2 separate regions of the Capra hircus genome follow, and region 1 is linked to region 2. Evidence: chromatin contacts called from public Hi-C data. All regions are on one chromosome and are shown on one strand. The core of a region is the stretch at or near the end of the contact, and the rest is flanking DNA. Distances in the headings are between cores, read along the strand shown.

What was found. A called contact is a pair of places that touch in the nucleus more often than the background predicts.
Region 1: a Hi-C map of blood shows a contact between it and region 2, with 7 times the contacts expected there. The contact joins the promoter of GDNF here to the enhancer-like site in region 2. A contact is called at or near these places in 2 of 5 Hi-C or Micro-C datasets (blood and liver).

The regions. Positions count from the first base shown.
Region 1 is chr20:36,599,628-36,603,057 of ARS1.2, forward strand. GDNF (glial cell line-derived neurotrophic factor) reads left to right here and starts at 1,591. Exons shown (of 3, transcript XM_018065785.1): 1 at 1,591-1,941.
Region 2 is chr20:36,195,392-36,199,391 of ARS1.2, forward strand. No RefSeq gene overlaps it. Among named protein-coding and RNA genes, the nearest start is that of EGFLAM, 69 kb to the left of the region's middle. Within about 2 kb of position 2,345, at least 1 of the 5 cell types and tissues checked has an H3K27ac peak or open chromatin away from gene starts, as enhancers often do.

The DNA of each region.
Region 1 (3,430 bases), core at 341-2,840, 400 kb after region 2:
ACACAATTCCCCTGTCTATTGTCTGTATCAGTTACTCCACCAACACATACTCCTCAACAGCCGGATGAGTCATAAAATAAGAGGTACATGGATGTAAACTGAGCCTGTTTATGCTCTCCCTGGCCCCAGCTAATAAAATAGAAGAGGTCCCACTGAATTCAGGTCCAATGGCTTCCGGAAAACAGGTTTCTGCTTAGCAAAGACATACCTTACTCAGTACATTATTTTAAAGGTAGAGCTAATTTCATGCCCTGGGTGAATGCAACGGATTTATGGGGAGAGTCATGTGCAGGGTGTGTAAGGACTTGCCCTCCTCACGTCCTCTACAAAAGAAGGCTCTGGCGCGTCTGGTGGTGAGCAAACCAACAAAAGGAATGCCTAAAAGGTCTCACAGAGATCAGGAATGGGCGCTGGGTCCCTGCTCACTGGAAACTCAGCACCCAAAGCAGTGCTTGCTTAGGTCTCCCATCTGCATTTTCGAAAATACAAGCAGGTTTAGTCCAACCTCCCCCGACCTGTTCCCAATCAAGTGATCTTACGCCTCTGGAATTGGGATTCTGAATGTATGTGTCTACCCCACGTCTGGTATTATATTACAACAGCATGAAAATGGAGCCTAGGACCGAGGAGCGGCCAGCCTCAGAAGCCTTCTTCATTGCCTGCCGTGTAATACATGATATGCAAAGCCTCTGACTTCAGCCAGCAGATATGTGGAGACCGCGTTGGCCCTAGCATGGGGGCTAAACTAATGTGTGTTTAGGTCAGAAAGCGAATCAGAAAAGCCACTGGAGGGCACGTCACGGAGTGAGAGCCCTATAAATTCTGCTTCAGTCTCAGCGTCCCCTGGCAAATACTCGGCTTCCCTCCCTGGGCAGCTGCGCATCTCTCCTTCGTAGTGCTGGAGAACTCCGGCCAGCAGCAGCTCTCCTCGCCACTGCCTTCTGCCCTGCAGAAAAGCCAAAAAGCTAGACATCGAGGTGGAAGGAAAGCCTTCGACAGGCGCGAGGAAAGCCCAGTGCAGCTCTCCACTCGACAGAGCCCGGGCTCAGAGAGCTAGGCGCGAGGGCGAAGCCCGGCGCGGGCGCCGCGGTCAAGTTCGGATTGCCCCCTTCGGTTGGTCCGCGCAGAGCTCCGCACATTCCTCCGGATCTTCCCGGCGAGGAGGAAGCGCGAGCCCGGCCGCGTCTCCACGCGCTGAGCTCTCTCTCCCTGCACCCCGGGGAGGGGCCCCTCGCGTCACCCACTCGCACCCGGAGCCCCCCGCTTCGGGAGCTCGGGCGCCTCCTCGCTGTTCTCCTTTCCCTCCCCGCCAACGCCGCCGCTCGACCCCTCCCCTCCCGGGGCCCCGCGCCTCCCCTCCCCCACCCCGGCCCCCGGCCCGGGCTCTCCAGGACCAGCCTGCGCTCCTGGCGCCCTCATGTCTTCGCGGGACTCTCGGCGCCGGTTGACGTGGTGTCTCGTTCGGATTTCCAGGCCAGACCTCAGCTCCGGCGGCAGCATCAGCCCGGCCCGTCTCGTGCTCTCCGGCGCGGCGCCCCAAGAAGGCGCAGAGCGCGGCCGCCGCGGCTGAAGCGCCCGCCGCGCCCCGCGCCCGCGCGGCCCCGGCTGAGAGCGCGGCGCGCGCAGCCCTGTCACCCCCCAACCAAGGCAGCGGCGGCTGCTCGGACCTTGCCTTCTGGGGGTGCGGAGAGCCGGCGGGGGAGCTGTCGGCATCCCTCGCCCTTCTCACGGCGGCGGCGGCGGCGGCGGCGGCTGGAGCCTTGGCCGCCGCCTCCTGCGTGCCCTCCCTGCCGGGAACGGCCCCAGGATTGCGAACTCGTGCCCCTAACCTGCTGGGCGGGGCTCCGCGCTCCTGCCCTCGGCCCGGATGGGTCTCCTGGCTGGGACTCGGGGCTCCTGGAGTTAATGTCCAGCTGGGGGTCTGCGGAGACCGGATCCGAGGTGAGTGGGGGAGAGGGCCTAAGGGGAGGCGGGCGCGGCGGGCTGCGAGGCGCGGCGGGCTGCGGGGCGCTGGAGACAGAGGGGGGCGCGGCTGGACCTCAGAACGGGCAGTGGGTCTAGAAAGAGAAGAGACTAAGAGGGAACCGAGACACTGGGAGGACAGAGAAAGAGAAGTTAAACTGGAGACAGGCTGGCCTTGCAGAGGGGCAGTTTGCCTTTCCACGTGGGCAAAGATCTCTGGGGTCCCTCATGCCTCTCTCTAGACCCCGAGGTATTCGACAGGGACAGTTTCCCTCCCCGACTCGGCGGGGCGCTCTTCTGTCAAGTCCTGGGAAGGTGCCGGGCTGGGATCGTCTTTGAACCCACCACTGCCAAAGTTGGGTCCTCTGTGGAGGCGCTGCTGCATAGATATCATTACTGGGGTGTAACTTGTTTTGGTCTGTTCCGAGGGAAAGTGTAGGCCCCGGGAGGGGCTGCTACTAAAGGTGCTGAGAACCTAAAAACAGAGCGCTCATCTCCTCTGGAGCCGTCTTGCAAATCTACATTCCTCGCCCTTTTCTGAACCCGGTTACTTGCATGAGCCCGCAATTTCAACTAACCATCCCCGTCGAGGTTAAGCGAGGGGCTTCCGGGATAGCCCAGGACCTGGGTCTTCGTCTCCAACAGACTTTCGAGCCTCAAGGTCTCCCCTACGCCATCTAAGTGATGATTTGAATGACCGCTTTTCTCCTGCACTCTGTGCCACCTCCCCCAGTTAACATTCTCCACCACTACCCTGCACAACCTCAGGGCTGATTTCGCCGCCTTTTGGTTTCCAGCCCCTCTCGGGGCGGGAAATAACTTTCCGCGGACCTCCCCAGCCTTCTGGCGCCTCTCTGGTTTCGGCGGTGGCAAACCGGTCTGCAGAGCAGACGCGCGCTCTCCGGGGGAGCTGCCCAACCCGGTGCTCGCAAGATTTTTGCTCATTGGTGGGGGCAAACACAACTCTCCTGGGCGCTGCCGCGGATATGTTAGAGCGCACTCGACTCTTGCACAGTCTTTTCGATGTTCACTTAAGTACTCCAAGGAAGAGATGCTACTGCTAACCTCGCGCACGCACCTCTACCCGCAAAGCTCCAATGCGAGCTTCTGGGCTTCCGCCCATCCGCGACCGGGTTTGCACTGAGTTTCGCCATATCTTCGCTTTGGCAGGGTTCAGGGACAGTAGCGCCTTTACAACAAGTGTCAGGTGTCCGAGGAGCCCGCAGCGTCCCCAGCCCATTCTCGCAAGGGGTTCGGGTGCATTCTGGATCTGAAACACGGCCTCGGGCCCTTGACCTATTCCCAGACTGTCTGCAGAAAGCGTGGCTCATTCTTTTCCCTACTGCGGTGTTGGCACCAACTGAGTAAGTCCACCGTCAGTTCAGGATACAAGGCACAGCTGAAAAGCAATACATCTTTCAGCAACTTCTGTCCGTATTCCGAAAGAAAGCCTCCGAGTTACAGCGCG
Region 2 (4,000 bases), core at 1,095-3,594:
TCAAGTATTCAGGGCCCCAGAACAAAGTGATAGAGCTGGGACTCCAACTCAAGGCTCCAGGATTTAATCACCCTCGGTGGTACAATGCTTGATGTGTGTGTGGAAACAATGATACTGGTCAGCACAACCGCAGCCATCATCTTCATAAAGCTTTCTGCAGTATCATTCTTCTTCCTGGCGTGCTGAACATATACGCATAGGATGGCTACCAGGTGGTGCTGAAGAACCTGCCTGCCAATGCAGGAAATGTAAGAGACCCGAGTTTGAGCCCTGGATCGGGAAGATTCCCTGGAGGATGGCATGGCAGTCTTGCCTGGAGAATCCCATGGAGCCTGGTGGGTTATAGTCCATGGGGTCACAAAGTGTCGGACACAACTTAAACGAGTGAGCACGGACATATGAAGAACAAAACTTGGTAAGAACCAATACAGTATTGTAAAGTAAAAAATAAATAAATAAAAATTTTAAAAAATGTGTATAAAAAAAAAACAAACTTGGTAAGAAAGGATGCGTACAGCATCTTACAGAGAGAACAGACATCAGGTAACATTGTTTCAGCAGGGTGATCTTACTGTTACCATAATAATATTGATTACATACTGTTATCAATAGCCTAACATTGATTACAGTGTTTCTAATAACCAGCTTCTGAAGTATCACTCCCCTCCCCACGTCACTAACCACCATAAACGCTGATGCTGATTTCACTCTCTTTGTACTAAACTCTTCTCCAATAATATGGACTCGTTCAAATGTCTCACTCACTCAGGACCCTTTTTTCTCCTGGGAAACTGGCAAACTGTTCCAGCTAGCTCAGGAGAAGGCTGTGCTGTCGCTCCTAGAGGTCACATTCATATGTGAACCCAGCTCTTTGCATGTCTTTCCAACAGCGGGATTTCAGAGCAGCTTTGCGGGCTGCTGGGAGCGGCATCTCGGCTCTGGCCGCCTTTTCATTACACCTCAGATCACATCCTGTAATTGGCAGCCGAATCCACTCAGCCTAAGATGGCTTTCTGCATCCATCCATCCTTTGCTGCTGACTTTGAAGGGATCAAAAGAGCCCTGTTTATTTTCCTAATCTCTCTAATCCTCATAACTATCCCTGCGAGGATGCAGGTATCATCACCACCATTTTTCAGATGAAACGAAGGCCCTGCAGGTTTTAGTGACAGGCCCAAGGTCACCCCCAGGAGCTGGTGGCAGAGACGGGAGAGGACTCAGACCGGCTGATCGCCCAGGCCGTTGGTCTCCACTAGACCCTGCTGTCTCGCTGAATTCCCCCTGCAGTTTCAATTGAATATCATGTTCTTCTTCACTTCCTGCCTTAAACAGAGCAACAGCTGCCACTTTCCCCTCCTGAGCCGGCTGGCGGTACTTCAGTGGTGGGTGAAGTTATCCTGGGATATGAAGTGGGTGAAGCGTTTCAGGATAAAAGAGCCATCAAAACGGAAGATATTCGCCAAGCTACAAAAGGGATGCCTTGACTTTACTGCTTTCCCTGACTTTCAGATGACATCGTGTGTAAGAGGGAAAACTGCGTGGGAGGGTGAGTATGGGGATTAGAGGAGGGGAATTTATGGAGGGGGGAAAAAGATGTGTGTGTAATTGGATGAAAACTTCTCCGCAAAACAAAAAAAAAAAGGCATCAGTGTTATTGGTGAGGAGCCTGATGTATGCTGTTGTTGGACTGTCCTGGGTTCATCTTTTTTTCCTTGTGAATGATGCTCTAAAGTTTCAGGAGGATTAAGGGTAGGAGGACTAGATTTGCTTCGCCCCATTCTGTCTCCTGTCCAGTGACTAGAGCAGTGGGAATGGAACTTTGGGGTGTTTCAGAACCACCGTAGCCACGGGGGGAGGTGTCGCTGTGGGGCCCTGTCCTGGGAGATTGTGGCTTAGGAGAATTTGTGGTCACTTTGGAGGGGACATTTAGGGAGGGGTGATGGCTGGCCGTCGTTGTGCCCCCGCCCCTCATATGCATTTTGGTAAGAGGGAGGCCTGTCAGGAAGGCCTGTCTGCTCCACCCTCCAGGCATTTTGCAGAGGCCTGTCTGCAGGCGGAGTGAGCCTCCCAAGCAGGAGAGGAGAAGCTCGGCCTCGGAAATCTGAGCGGTTTGGTCCAGGCCAGGAGGAAATTGAAAAACTTCCCAAGCAAAACGTCTACTTCCCGAAGAGATAAAAAGCAGCTCAGGGTTATAAATCCGTGCCAACCTCAGGACCCAGAGGTCAGGGTCAGGCTGGAGGCTGGAGAAGGGACATCAGCGTGCCCGCCCCGGGGTGCGGAATGCCAGGCGGGAGATCCGGCGGGGCACAGGAAGCCCCAAAATTCTGGGGTCCCCAAAATGCTGGGGTCCCAGGGGTCCACGAGGCTCCAGCAGACGCTCCCCCGCCCCCGTTCAGAGGCGTGGCGTCGGGGTCCACGCTGCTCCCACGCGGGAGTGGCGGTCACGCCGGGCCCCTCCCCACGCGGCAACCGCTTGTCAGTGTGGTGCCGCTTGTGGCTTTCCTCCTGGAAGCCAACTTTGACAAGTTAACCCAGAGGAAGCACACCCTCCGGGAAGACGGTGAAGGGCTGGCAGCTTCTTGTTTCCTAAACCCAGAACCTGAGCTGAACCAGGAGGCTGGCTGACCAGGTGCCCAACCTCAGTTCCAAGTGTGGGGGGAAGAGGGGGGGGGTCTGTCGGTCCAACTGGACCCCATTTAGGGCATGTGGGCCCCTGAGAAGGCAGCCCTAATTACCCTCTGGAGCGTCTGGAGTGTTCAGGAAACCATGAGTTATGACTGCCTCAGCGCAGATGGAATTATGACTCCAGGCGCTTTTGGCCTTTCACTTCCATTTGCAGGAGCTACTTATTGTAACCTGCCCACATTCCCCATCTGGAAAGGGGTTCCCATGCCCCACCTCACTTCAGAGCCTCAGTCACCCCAAATTACAAATTTGCAAAAAAAATTGTCCCTAGAATCAAGGAAACACTTGATACCTTTCCCACAGAGGCAAGGAGGCCATTTCCAAGGGCAAAAGATAATGCTGGGACTAAAACTTCTGTGTTTCTGTATTTTAATCACTTCCCACTGCTGGGGAATGAGACAGGCAACCATCAGGCTGAAATGAGGAGAGGGGGAGAAGTTTTAAATAATTTGACCTTAAAGCGTGTTCCCCTTAAGGATGGCATTATAATGTTAGATAGGCCCTTTGACCTTTCCAGGCCTCGCATTTTTCACTCTATAATATAGCTGTCATTTCATGCAGTAAGCAAACCATGAATCTTGACCTCCTCCGAAGGGGCTTGAGCTCCATAATTGAAAGGTGGCAAAAGCTGAGTGCAATGTGAATGTGTGATTGCTTGCTGTAAAATTAGGAACTCAATTATGGAAGCTTGTTGGGCAAGCCTCACAAAGATACAAGGCCATGTTTTTAACGGAGCTATCATGTTCAATAAAGAGTTGACTCTCCCCTCAGAGCAGTCCTCACTAAAGGCCATCTCAAGTCTCTAAAATGGTATTACAAATAAGACAGAACTCAGGACAAGAAGTTGGCAAGGTGTAGGAAAAAGGCCAGTGATCTGGACTTGGCCAGCCTGCATTCTAGTCCCAGCACTGGCTAGTTCATGACCTTGGGTAAGTCACTCCATTATCCTGGTCCTTGCTCTCATCATGTTTTTGTTTCATTTTTTAGTTGTAAAAGAACAGTCAACATAAATTTAGCCTCTTAATAATTTTGTAGTGCACAGTAAGCGTTGGTAACTATACGTCATTCATGGTATTATACAACAGATTTCTAGAACATTTTCATCTTGTATTACGAAAACTCTATACCCGCTGAAAAACATCTTATTTTTCCCTCCCCTCAGCTCCTGGCAGCCACAATCCTACTTTCTGTTTCTATGAGTTTACTTTAGCTTTCTCATGAGTAGAATCATGCAATATTTGTCTTTTTGTGACCAGCTTATTTAACTTAGCAAACTGTCCTCAAGTTTTACCCATGTTTTAGTACGTGCCAAGAT